Regions from separate parts of the Sus scrofa genome. Here region 1 is linked to region 2. The links are chromatin contacts, called in public HiChIP or PLAC-seq maps. All regions are on one chromosome and are shown on one strand. The core of a region is the stretch at or near the end of the contact, and the rest is flanking DNA. Distances in the headings are between cores, read along the strand shown. Region 1 holds the start of CRYBB1 (crystallin beta B1). Region 2 holds the start of HPS4 (HPS4, biogenesis of lysosomal organelles complex 3 subunit 2).

Region 1 (5,952 bases), core at 417-2,916, 130 kb before region 2:
TAGGTGTGGCACACCCCCCTCAAAAAAAAAAAAGAAAGAAAGGCGGGGGCGGAGGGGGGGGAGAGAAATGAGGAGGGGATGTTGAGAGAGAGAGGATATTGATGGAATTAACCGCATCTCCAGGAAGGAACCCAGCTACCCACCCAGGGGAACGTTGAGTCACAGACTGACTTCCAGGGATGTGGGATAAGTAAGAGCCTGGAAGCCACGGATGTGGCCCAGATGTCTGGCCTGCCCATGGTGGGCAAGGCAACCCAGGGTCACAACAGCCTTTGTCAGGGCAGGGATCTGCTTGCCCCAAGCAGCTCTTCCTAACAGAAAGTGTTCTGGAATCTGCTGCCAGAGGGTCTTGGACTCCCTGGTAACTGTCTCCAAAATTAAAGAGGACGTTTTTCCCCTTGGGACCAGGACAAGGAGTTCTTCCAACACTCAAAGTGTCCATGACTCCAAGATAACAAGGAGCCACTGGAATTGACCAAAGCCCTCTCCACCCAACGCCTACACAGCCACATCCCTCCTTTTAGAACCCGGACCCACACTAAACTGTCCTCCTTTCCACCCCAGTCCCAGGCCTGTGTCTGCCCACCCCCCACCCTACTCATCCCCAGACAGTGCCAGAGGTGGCAGTTTAACCAGGATGGGAGAGAGGAACGTACATTCATTCAATCTCTTGAACAAATGTTAGTTGAGCATCTCCATGTGCCCAGTGCTGAGCCAGGTGCTGGAGATGGAAGGATGAATAAGTCAGAATAAGGATCTGGCAAAGCCTGGTTGCTGGGTTTGTCTGCTTGAGTTGAAATAGGAGTCCTGCAGAGTCCCCGTTGCACTGCCACTGTGGCAGTAACAAACCCGACTAGTATCCATGAGGACTCAGGTTTCAAGCCCTGGCTTTGCTCAGGGATCCTGCATTCCTGTGAGCTGCTGTAGGTCATACACACGGCTCAGATCTCGTGTTACTATGGCCATGGTGTAGGCCGGCAGCTACAGCTCTGAAGCCTGGGAACTTCCATATGCTGCCAGTGCAGCTCTTAAAAAAAAAGAAAGAAAGAAAGAAAGAAAAGAAGAAAAAAAAAAGAAAGAAAAGAAGAAAAAAAAAAAATAGAAAGACATTGGAGTCCTACCACTTAGGAGCTGTGTGGACTTGGGCAGGTCACCTCCCCTCTCTGAGCCTCAGGTTGCTCAGAGGAGATAATCTAGCTGCTCCTTCATGAGTTCATGGTGAGGGACAGATGCATTTGTTCATGAATGTGGACTCTCCCAAATGGTGCTTCTTGTTATGAATCTGCTGAGGCAAAATGAAGTTGCCCATTTATCACATACACAAGAAGTGTGATAAATGGTATGAAGCATGGAGAGTGACTCCAGGGGGCAAAGCAAAGACGTAGCAGGGGGACGCAAGGTAGAAGGGCGGACAGGGCTGATGGAAGCATGTCAAAGTCATTAGCCCGAAAGAAGGCATAACGCGGAAAGAGTGGTTCCCAGCCAGGAAACCCTTAACTATCGGGACAGAAAACCTCAAGGCTTTCGAAGAAGAGGGGACAAGAATTCAAAAAAGCCTGAATATACCGGGGGATGGGGGATGCGAGCCAGGAGGCAGCTTGAGGGTGCCGCCCCTGAGTGAACCCAGGCCGAAGGTTTCTTCACAGATTTTTGCAGGTGGGAACCATGTCTCAGCCTGCGGTCAAGGCCTCGGCCACAGCTGCGGTGAACCCAGGGCCTGATGGGAAGGGGAAGGGGGCCCCGCCCCCCGGACCAGCCCCGGGCTCCGGCCCCGCCCAGGCTCCAGCCCAGCCAATGCCCGCTGCCAAAGGGGACCTGCCTCCCGGGAGCTACAAGGTGCGGACCTGGGCCAGGGACTGGGCTCCACCCGCGTGCTTCCTCTCTCTCCTCCCTTTCCCTCCCCCTCTTCCCCGCCCTCTCCAGCCGGTCTGCCCACCCGGCTTGCACCTGCTGGGGAGTTTGTCAAGCAAGAAACAGGAGAAAAGAAAGCAAGAAAGCGGGCTGGTTTAGCAGTAGGTAATGCCTGTCCCGACAGGTTTTCTAAGGCAGAGGGACAGCCTCAGATGCTCCTGAAAGGTGTTCCCAGCGGTTGGTCAGGCTGAAAATGCGCCTGGAAAGCAAGGCATCCAGTCCCCTGGGATTGGGTTAGGTTGGGTTTCAACCTCGGGGACACAGAACTGGGTCATTGCACCACCCTTGGTTCATGACACGCTCGCGTGCGGTCCACACATGGCCAGCTTTTAATTATGTAGTCGTTTAACTAATGGGTTCATTTCTATTTAATTTTTAATAATACAACATGCACCTGCAAACCCACCACTTATATATGAAAAGCCAGGATTTGGTAAACATTCACTAAATCCAAAGTGCCTCCCACCCCCCAACTCTACCCCCACCCCCATCCCCACCACTCCACTCCCCACCCCACCCCGCCCCTGTGAGCCCATCACCCTCCTCCCCTACTGGAGGCAACTGCCATCCTCACGCCAGTCCATCGTTCCATCATCTGCTTGCTTGCTTTTTTGTGTACTCTGATGCAGTGTTCCTGTAAAGGTATGTGTTTATACTTTGTTTTTAACTTACTGAAATACACTGTATGTCATTGTTTTTCTTTTTACTCCCTATGAGATTTCTAATAGTCATTCATACCGTTGAGCACTGCTGTGGTCATTGGTTTGGGTCGCTGTGCGATGTTTCAAAGTGTGACCATCCCTCCTGATGCTCATCTGGGTGGGTGCTAGCTTTGCTGTGTTTCCGGGCACACCAAGGAGTTTCTCTTGGGCGGATAGGTGTAGGAGTGAAAAGCCTGGGTATGTGACCCTCCCTGCCTTTTACAGCTGGGAAACAGGCTCAGAGAAGGCCAGCACTTGGCTCTGTTCAAGTGAATGGCAAAATTTTCCCAACTTGGGACAAAAGGCGAGTAAAACCCAAAATTTGATGCTTAGTGAGAGGAGGGAGCGAGCCCATGTTTATACAGGGGCACCTGCTTCTGGCTTCCCCTATGGTTTGGTGGGTAGACTGGCACCAGCATCAGCTCTGTGGCAGGAAATGGACCTGGGAGATACAGAACTGGATCCAGCCCATTGGTCTTTTTTTGGAGGGGCCAAGTGAAGGGGAGAGGGGTGCATAGAGAGACCCAGCAGCAAAGCAGCACTGACTGTGTAGTATATTACTTGTGCTGCTGATGGGATGAGCCCAGTGAGGGCGGGCACTTGACCAAGCTCACCTGAGGAGATGGTATCAGGGAAGACTTCCTGGAGGAGGTGATGTCTGAACCTAGAACAAGGCAGAGGACATGAGCTCCAGGATGGGGCTGTGTGATGGAGCGGGCATTCCAGGCAGGAGGAACAGCATGGATAAAGGTCTGGAAGAAAGATCCATCAGTTCCTAAGGATGGTACAGATACGAAGTTCAGAAGTGGAGGGAAGGCAGGACAGGGTCATGTCATAGACCTTGGCTCATGGCAAGCTCCCATGTGATCTGGGCATAGCCTGCTTTTATCTACGTATAGGCTTAAAGCATATTTGGCATGGAGCCTCTCCAGTTTGGTGGTACTTCCCCCTCACTTTGCCCCCTCTGCATGGGGGCGTCTCTCCTGCAGCTGGTGGTCTTTGAGCAAGAGAACTTCCAGGGCCGGCGGGTGGAATTCTCCGGGGAGTGCTTGAACCTGGGAGACCGGGGCTTTGACCGAGTGCGCAGCATCATTGTCACCTCAGGACCGTGAGTATTGGGTGGAGAAGGGGGCATTACAAGGTCATGGTAAAATAATCATGACCAAACAACAGTAGCTGCCATTTACTGGCCACCTGCCCCACCCTGTGTCTGTCACTGTGCTAGCAGAGACACATGCAGTCATCTCTTGATATAATTCCATGGATGTTCAAGTTCCTTGTATAAGATTGTGCACGTAGTACAGCTGGACCTCTGTATCCATGGATGCTGAATCCATGGATAGGGGGGCCAACTGTACCTTCTTTCCAGTACTTGTTTCAAACCCAAGAGAAAAGAAAGAGAGGCATTATTCTCCTTCCCATTTTACAGGTGATGAAACTGAGGTTCAGAGAGGTGATTTGATTAGCATAAAGTCACGCCAACAGTAAATCATGATTCTAGGCTCCAGTGAAATGTTGTTTCTGCTATAGAAGGAGCCCCTCCTGTCACTCATGGCAGAAGGAGGCCAGAGAGCCAGGTTTCCATTAGGTGTCCCCTCTCCCGGGCTTCAAGCAGCCTTAAGGTAATAATAAGCATATGCTGAGTACCATTAGGTACCAGGCGCTAACTGAGGGCTTTACCTAGATGATTGCACAATGCCGTATGAGGGAGGGATTGTTCTTATTCCCCTTTGACAGAGGGGGAAACTGAGGCTCACAGGGGCTAAGTTCCTTGGGCAGAGTCCCTAATGGTCAGAGGCAGAGCCTGGGTCCAAGTCAGGTTGATCAGTTTCATCCACATGCTTTTATCACCATGCAGCACAGCGTGCCCCTTATTCTGGGCTTCTCTGGGCCTTAGTGACCCCCATATAAAGCAGGAATAATTGTCTTTTGGACATCGTGGCTGCACCAACTTCAACCCCTATGCCAGCCCCAGGACAAGACCCAGTGGGCTCCTTTCCTCCTGTTTCTCCAGCAAAACAGCCACCAAGGGTTGTGATCAGCCTGTTCGCCCAGCATCCTGGGCAGTACAAAGAACAGAGATGGACTTTGAGATAGACAGGCCTTTTTCAGTTCTGAGCCTCAGTTTCCTCATCTCTGAAATGGGCAGAGCGATGGTCCCCACTACCCTCCGCTAGATGATTCTAAGGTCTGGAGGAGATAATGCAGCATGGCCCTGGCAATTTGGGGCAGGGGTGGGCAAGCACGGCAGGGGGCTATGATGGTTATTGACCCTCCCTGTTGCTTTGCGAGTTGAGCCAAGTCACCCTGGGCCCTAGTAGGCTGGAAACCTCAGCCCCACCTTCAGACTCAGAGCCCAGCTGGGAACAGAAGCTGCAGGATGTGGCGAGTTTGGGTTTTCAGGCTTTTTTCGGTATCAGTGACTCAAACACAGAGTATTTCTCCTGGAACAAAGATGCAGCTGGTCTTTGGCGTGTGCTCTGGGGATGCGCCTGATGGAGAGAGGAAAGAGCTTGTGGTCCAGGGCCCTGGGTCTGTGTCAGCACCAGTAGGGCCGTGGGAGGAACAGTGATGGAAAAAGAGAAGGGAGAGTGAGGTGGGGGGGAGGGAGGAGAGGTCCCCCCTCACACCAGTGGGGAGGGGAGACCTCAACTGACATCCGACACCATCATGCGACTTTAGACCAGGGCCTCAACCCCCCTGCGCCTCAGTTTCCAGATCTATAAATTAAGATTCCTGCCCTTCCTCGCTCCTTGCTCCTCAGACTCAAATGAGATGAGAAAAGGCACTAAAGTCAATACTGTCAATTCCTCACTCAAATAACAGGTCTTCACAGGGCATTTTGACTTCTGAACAAGACAGTTTGGGGGGAGGGTGGGCAGCAGGGCAAGACCACATCCGTGTCTGTCTTTCTCTGAGCTCAGACCTCCACCAGCTTCCCTCCCTCTTTAATCACGAAAGATATTACTTATCCTGCTTTTTCTTTTAGACCCTCATAACCTCCTGACAGGGTAGATGCAATAGTTTCTTCTTCTTTTCTGAGGCTTGACAAGCTTAAGTGATGTACCCAAAGTCACGCAGAAAGAAAAAAAAAATGCTAAACCAGAATTAGAACTCAGGTCTGTCTGTTTCCAAAGTCCATATGCTCTTACTTCCTACATGGCACCATCTTCCCAGGCTCCCTTCCCATCCCCCCATCTATCTATCTATCTATCCATCCATTCATTCTCCATCTATTTATTCATCCTTCTGTTTACCCCTCCCTCCATCCATCATCAATACATTCATCCATAGATCCAGCCATGTACCCATCCATCCATCTACCCACCTACCCATCCAT
Region 2 (5,668 bases), core at 2,633-5,132:
GTAAAAAACCAAATCAACTGGACTTGAACTGACAAGCCAGTGTCCAGGGGGCTCAGAGAGGAGACAGAACTGAAGCCGCTGCCTCATGTTGCACAGAGACCGTAAAGGGGGGCTGTAATGTGCAGAGAGTGCTTTGTAACCTGGTGAGTGAGTGCACAGGAAACGGCCTGTAAAGTACCGCACTCTACTCAGGGAGTGGGGACTGCACCACACCTGAGGTACATGGAGAAGTAGGGAAATCCTGGGGGATACTGAAGCAGCTGAGGAGGAATAACAACATCAGGGTACATGGAATGTGCCTTAAGAGATCTCCCAGCTCCTAAGCACACTCATTCTCATTGGCATCTCCTGGTATCCTAGAAGAAGGTGCTGCTGCTTTTTTCTCAGGCTTAGTCACCCCTGGCTCTCTGCCCTATCTAGGGGAGTGGGGGTGGGGACACACATAAAATTAGTCTAGATTTTTCTCAGTTGTGATGGTCCTTCAGCTGTCGATATGAAAAGGCATTAACAAATTCTGTTATTTATCGAGTCCTTAAAGGACTGCAAATAAAGACAATAATGCTGAATAACTAAAGTAGTTAAAATTTACTGAGTGCTTCCTTGGTGTCAAGCACTGTTCTAAGTGTGCTATTGATGGGATTTGGGGCAGGCTGTCCCCAAATATGCACTCTGGCATGTTGATTATTTGGAATTATAGTTACTTGAGAAGTAAAATATCCAGTGCAAGAAACAGGTGACTATCCTTTGCTCCCCTGAAAGCTGGAAATAAATCTCCCATATGAAAATATCCTTCATATGATAATTCAAGTATACAAAAAATTCCCTTGGTTCATTAATTTGCTACCCCAAGACGAAGCTCCTTTATTTTGTCACAGACAATTGTTCCTTTGTCTAAAAAGTATAAAAGCCACCTGCTTAGGCCACTTTTGAAGTGTAATATTATTATGGGATTCCTGTACATTCCTAATTAGTTTTTCCCTCCTGTTAATCTGTTTTGGGTCAGTCTGATTATTAGGCCAGCCAAAAGAACCTAGGAGGGTAGAAGAAAAATTTTTCCTCCCCAATACTACCTAAGGTGCACAGCAAGAAATGGAGCGGTGGAAGAGTGGGATAAACCAGAATAAGGCAGAGCTTTAAAGCACAAACTTTGGAGTTACCAAAGACATGGGTTTGAAATCTGGTTATCTATGAGTCTTTGAGACTGGGCTCCCCACCAGGATCCTCCCATCGCTGAGCTGCTCATATAAAGTGTCCAGAGGACTTACTTAAGCCAGTGCCAGGCACACAGTAGCTCCTCAATTAACGAATGATCATTATCAAGAAGATGAAAATCAGGTGTTCAGGTTGCCTGACCCTGAACCACTAATAACCAATATTGGCACAATATTAATACCAAACGCTGGCACTGCTTTTACCACGCGCCAGATACTGTTGGGAATGATTCACTAGTTTACTGAATCCTCAAAACAAGCCTATATAGGTACTATTTTCTTGCCCATCTCACAGATGAGAAAACTGAGGCACAAAGCTTGCATACCTTGCCCGAAGGCACGCAGCTGCAATTGCACTAAGAGGAATGACAAACTATTGAGCGCTTACTATGTATGCTTCAGTCTGTAAAGAACTCCACCTCCGTTAAATCCTACCACAATCCTCAGACTGGGACTTGGGGAGGGCTCCAAAGGCGTGAAGGTTCGGACCCAGGACCGAGCTCGTACTCACCCGGCCTCCCGGATGCGACGAAGCACGACTCCGCTGTCCACCTCTGGATCCGCTCTTAGGCTTCGGGCTACAGCCGCCGCTACTCTCCGCCGCGGACGCCGAGTTGCGGAGCGCCTTCTCCGGGGAGATGCCTCCTGCCAGGATTCCAGAGCCGCCGCCGCCGCCGCCATTGGCTCTGACTCCAGCGGCGCGCTTGGCCCTACGTCATCAGCGCGCGCCAGCTCCGCGGGAACTTTAGCGGGTGGTGGGCGCAGGTGGCTCGTGACCCTGGGACTTCACCACGGCGCGCGTAGGTACCGAGCAGGAGTCTCTGAAGCCTCCGGGTCCCGGGTCCCTGGTCCCTAACCCCGATTCCCGGGCTGCCTGGCTACTCCGGCGGGTGGGCGGTGCCGGGCGGCGCGGGGACACCGAAGGGAGGCCCCTCCGCGCTGTGACCGGGGACCAATTGACACCCTCTGGCCCCGAGCCTTTGCCCACCAATTCCAGCCTTATGGAGCTGAGGCCAGACACTTCCCAGTGCAGTCGGTGGTTGCCGATCGCTTCTTGGACCTTCGCAGTCATTAGCGCTCCGTTTCCTGCTCTGCTGGCCTACTGGGGCCATTTCCTACACCATCCCCACCATCCCCTAAGCTTTGCAGGCCACGCCTTGACTCTCCCGGTCTTTCCTACTGCTACTGCCCAAGTCAGAGCTTCTCTGGCCACATCCCAATACCTGCCCTATCCCAGGACCATTACCAACTTCTGGACCTTTCAAAAATAAGCGAGAGGAACTTGGCAGTGTAGGACCCAGTACTCTGACAACAAGGGATGGAGGTTTCAGGCTGCAGTCCTTGGATCAGCGGGCTTAGATGCCGCCTCCACAGGCATCGGAATATGCTTCAAGGTACCATGATTGTGTCCCTGTGGAGGCCCACCCCAAGGCATAGAGAGCTTACAGCCATCAAAATACAGTGATGTCCTCCCTAGGGTCTTCTCTCTACCAAAGGAGGTTTTTTTTGCCTTTTTTTTTTAGGGCCGCACTCGCGGCACATGGAGGTTCCCAGGCTGGGGGTCCAATCAGACCTACAGTTGCCAGCCTACACCTCAGCCACAGAAACAGATCCCAGCCACGTCTGTGACCTACTCCACAGCTCATGGCAATGCCGGATCCTTAACCTACCAAAAAACTCCTATTGTGTTCCTAGGAAGATGACAGATGGTGAAAAAGCATTTGAAACCTTGACGCTGGGGAGATTAAGCTTGGAGAAAGTGATAGAAGGGACACAGTTTTGAAGTGACCAGAGGGTTGTCTTGTGGAAAGATTAGACCTTGTTTTCCTGGAAAGTGTTTTCCAGACCAGTGTGTGGAGGTTAGTGGGGGGATGTGTGTGCAATTTCAGCTTGGTGGGAGGATAGATTTAATACTGTGAACTGCCTGTCTCTGGAGGGAGTAAGCCAGAGACTGGCAAGGTAGTTTTTGAAGAGGAGTCCAAGAGAGAAAGATTAGAGTAAGAGATGGCAGTGTGCCTTATGAGTCTGAAATTTCATGATGCTTTGAGTTCTCTTGCCTCTTGTGGGAGTCTGAAAGCCACTTGGTAAATTTTCTCTTTATTGTCTTTTAGAAACTTGCTCAGCTCTGGGATTCTACATGTTCAGATTATTTTGGGGGCTGTCAAGATGACAGTTCCTTAATTTGAGTCCCATTATTACTACAGCAACCACCTTATTTGTATAACTGTCCTTTATACCCAGAGCTTTTTCACACCAGTTACTTATCTTTTGTGTGACATACTGCTCAAGTAGCTACAGGACTTACTCGGAAGGCCTGCTCCCCTCTCTTTTGTATTTTGAAACATACTTTTCAACTTTCTGGAAAGCTCTTTTGAAGAAAAGCATTTGCTTCACCCTGCTGGGTCACATGCTCACTCATGGGATTCTGAAATAATCTATTCCTTGTGTTTATTTTAGGGCCAAGACACGGATGTTTAAACGGGAAGCTTCAACACTTTTTAAAAACAACCTTCAGAATGGCTTTGAACCAGACAAGCTAGAGGTTGCTTTAGAGCACTGCCCTCAGCATGCATCTCCTCTGTCAGCCTTCCTGGGCGAGAAACTCTCTGAAGGGGTTGTTCTGCAGAGGGCAGAGAGCTGATGGATTTGAATCCGATTGGTGGATTTGACTTTTCTGGTAGAATTCTCTTGCTTTATTATATTCCTTCCCAGAGTTCTGAGAGGCGTGGAGGTATTAATGGGACTGAAGGGCCTACAAGGAAGGGAAGCAGTATTTTCATGCTGAGTGAAAACTAAACAGGTGACCGTTGTGACTGGAAATACTTAAAGCTTCCCACGTCTGGATTTGCTGGATTGGGGACACAGGAACTGTCACTACTGGGGAGAAAGAAGCTAGACTGGACAAGAAAACCCAGATAAAGAGAATGAAGGCCACCGGAGAATAAATGGCCACCTCCACTTTACCAGAGACAAAGTCAGCCTCCTGGTGAGTAGCAAGGCCCTCGGTGCTCTAGTTCCTGAAAGACTGCTGAATGGATATTTGGGTGTAACTGAAAATTCTCAGGCAGATTTCCCTGACTTTTTTTTTTTTTTTTTTTTTTTTTTTTAAGTAGCCCCTTGATCTTATTAAGTGCAGGGGAGGGGAAGATTCTTTTTCCTCAGAGCAGCGAAATCAAGTGTGGGGCCATTTCTCTTCAAAGCTGATGTGTTGTAACCACATGAGCCTCTTGCAGGGTTTGGATGAGTCCAGCATGGCTGGTAGATTGTAGAAAAGACAGCTGTGGCTGGATCCTACAGCGGGCTTTGATAATACTGTGGGCACAGGACTCTTCACTTTTGAGAGACAAGAAACGGTTGCAGTGCAGAATTACCCCAGGAGAAGGGGTTTGGCCAGACTGGCTCTTGAAGGGTATTACACAACGTCTGCCCGAAACTCAGTTCCCTTCTCAAACCCAAGTGGGCTAATCCTGTCATAATTTGGTTCAGCAAACATTAATCAGGGAGATGAAAGAGAGAGGCTTGGTTTCAATAGAATGGGCAGGATGTAGTGACGGATTATATGTGTGCAGTTTGAAATGACACGCAAGTTGTTTTGTGAGCCGTGAAGAGTGGGGGCGCTTTCACCCTTTCTAACTAAAAGACTGTACCTTCTGATTGCCTTCGTCCGATTCTGCCTTCCCCTACCCCCTGCCTCTGATAAGTTCAAATAATCGGATCTCTTTTTCTAAGTTTGTTTGTTTGAGGTACAATTGACCTATAAAGCTATGTTAGTTCCTGATGCCCAAATCAGTGATTTGATATTTCTATACGTTACAAAATGTGCACCACCCAGCAGTGGTTTCTGAGTTGGGCTTGAAACATTTTTGAGGCTCTTTGATCTGCAGTTACCCTGAGGCCAGTTGCACACTGGGCTTAGGACTCAAGATTCTTAAGTGGGCTCTGCTAGAAACAGTTAGTGCCTGTCATCAGGAAGATAAGGTGGGAGCCAAGGAGGGTGGTAGGGGGAGGGCATGGTCCAGGGGAGAAGAGCAGGTGAGACAGAGCAGTCATATGCTCTGGCCTGACGTGTGCTTTCATAGATTGAGAGTTAAATCCCAGGTCCTGCCTGGGGAGTTTGCTTTGTGGTCTGAAAGAGGTAATTATACCCCTGAGTAGACCCTGAGTCTTCAGGGAAGAGTAGAGGGTTATGGAAATTGAGAAGAGAGCTTCTGGGGTGGGGGTGCTGGAAGGGGATCAGAAGTTGGATGAGGGATCGCATTAAAGGACCAGTGAGGTTTTGACAGGCAGAGAGGGGTGTGGTGCCTCTTTGGAAACTCTCAGACACCCCCACTTTTCCTGTCATAGACTCACCATCCTGAGTGAAGACTACGTTTCCCGTCTCCTTTGCTCGCCACGACCCAAGGCTGGCCTGGCAAATGTAGCACACACCACAGGCCCTTGGCAAATATGTGTTAAAT

What was found. HiChIP or PLAC-seq counts read pairs in DNA pulled down with a chosen protein or histone mark.
Region 1: an H3K27ac HiChIP or PLAC-seq map of alveolar macrophages shows a contact between it and region 2. The contact joins the promoter of CRYBB1 here to the promoter of HPS4 in region 2. A contact is called at or near these places in 1 of 5 promoter capture datasets (fetal skeletal muscle) and 1 of 2 datasets of contacts at active chromatin or transcription factors (alveolar macrophages).

Annotation. Positions count from the first base shown.
Region 1 is chr14:44,201,771-44,207,722 of Sscrofa11.1, reverse strand. CRYBB1 (crystallin beta B1) reads left to right here and starts at 1,666. Exons shown (of 5, transcript NM_001078681.1): 1 at 1,666-1,836; 2 at 3,602-3,720. The coding sequence starts at 1,666.
Region 2 is chr14:44,069,891-44,075,558 of Sscrofa11.1, reverse strand. It overlaps HPS4 (HPS4, biogenesis of lysosomal organelles complex 3 subunit 2), which reads left to right and starts at 3,882. Exons shown (of 13, transcript NM_001098589.1): 1 at 3,882-4,197. The coding sequence starts at 4,157. SRRD (SRR1-like protein) reads right to left here and starts at 1,997. Exons shown (of 8, transcript XM_005670776.3): 1 at 1,723-1,997. The coding sequence starts at 1,892.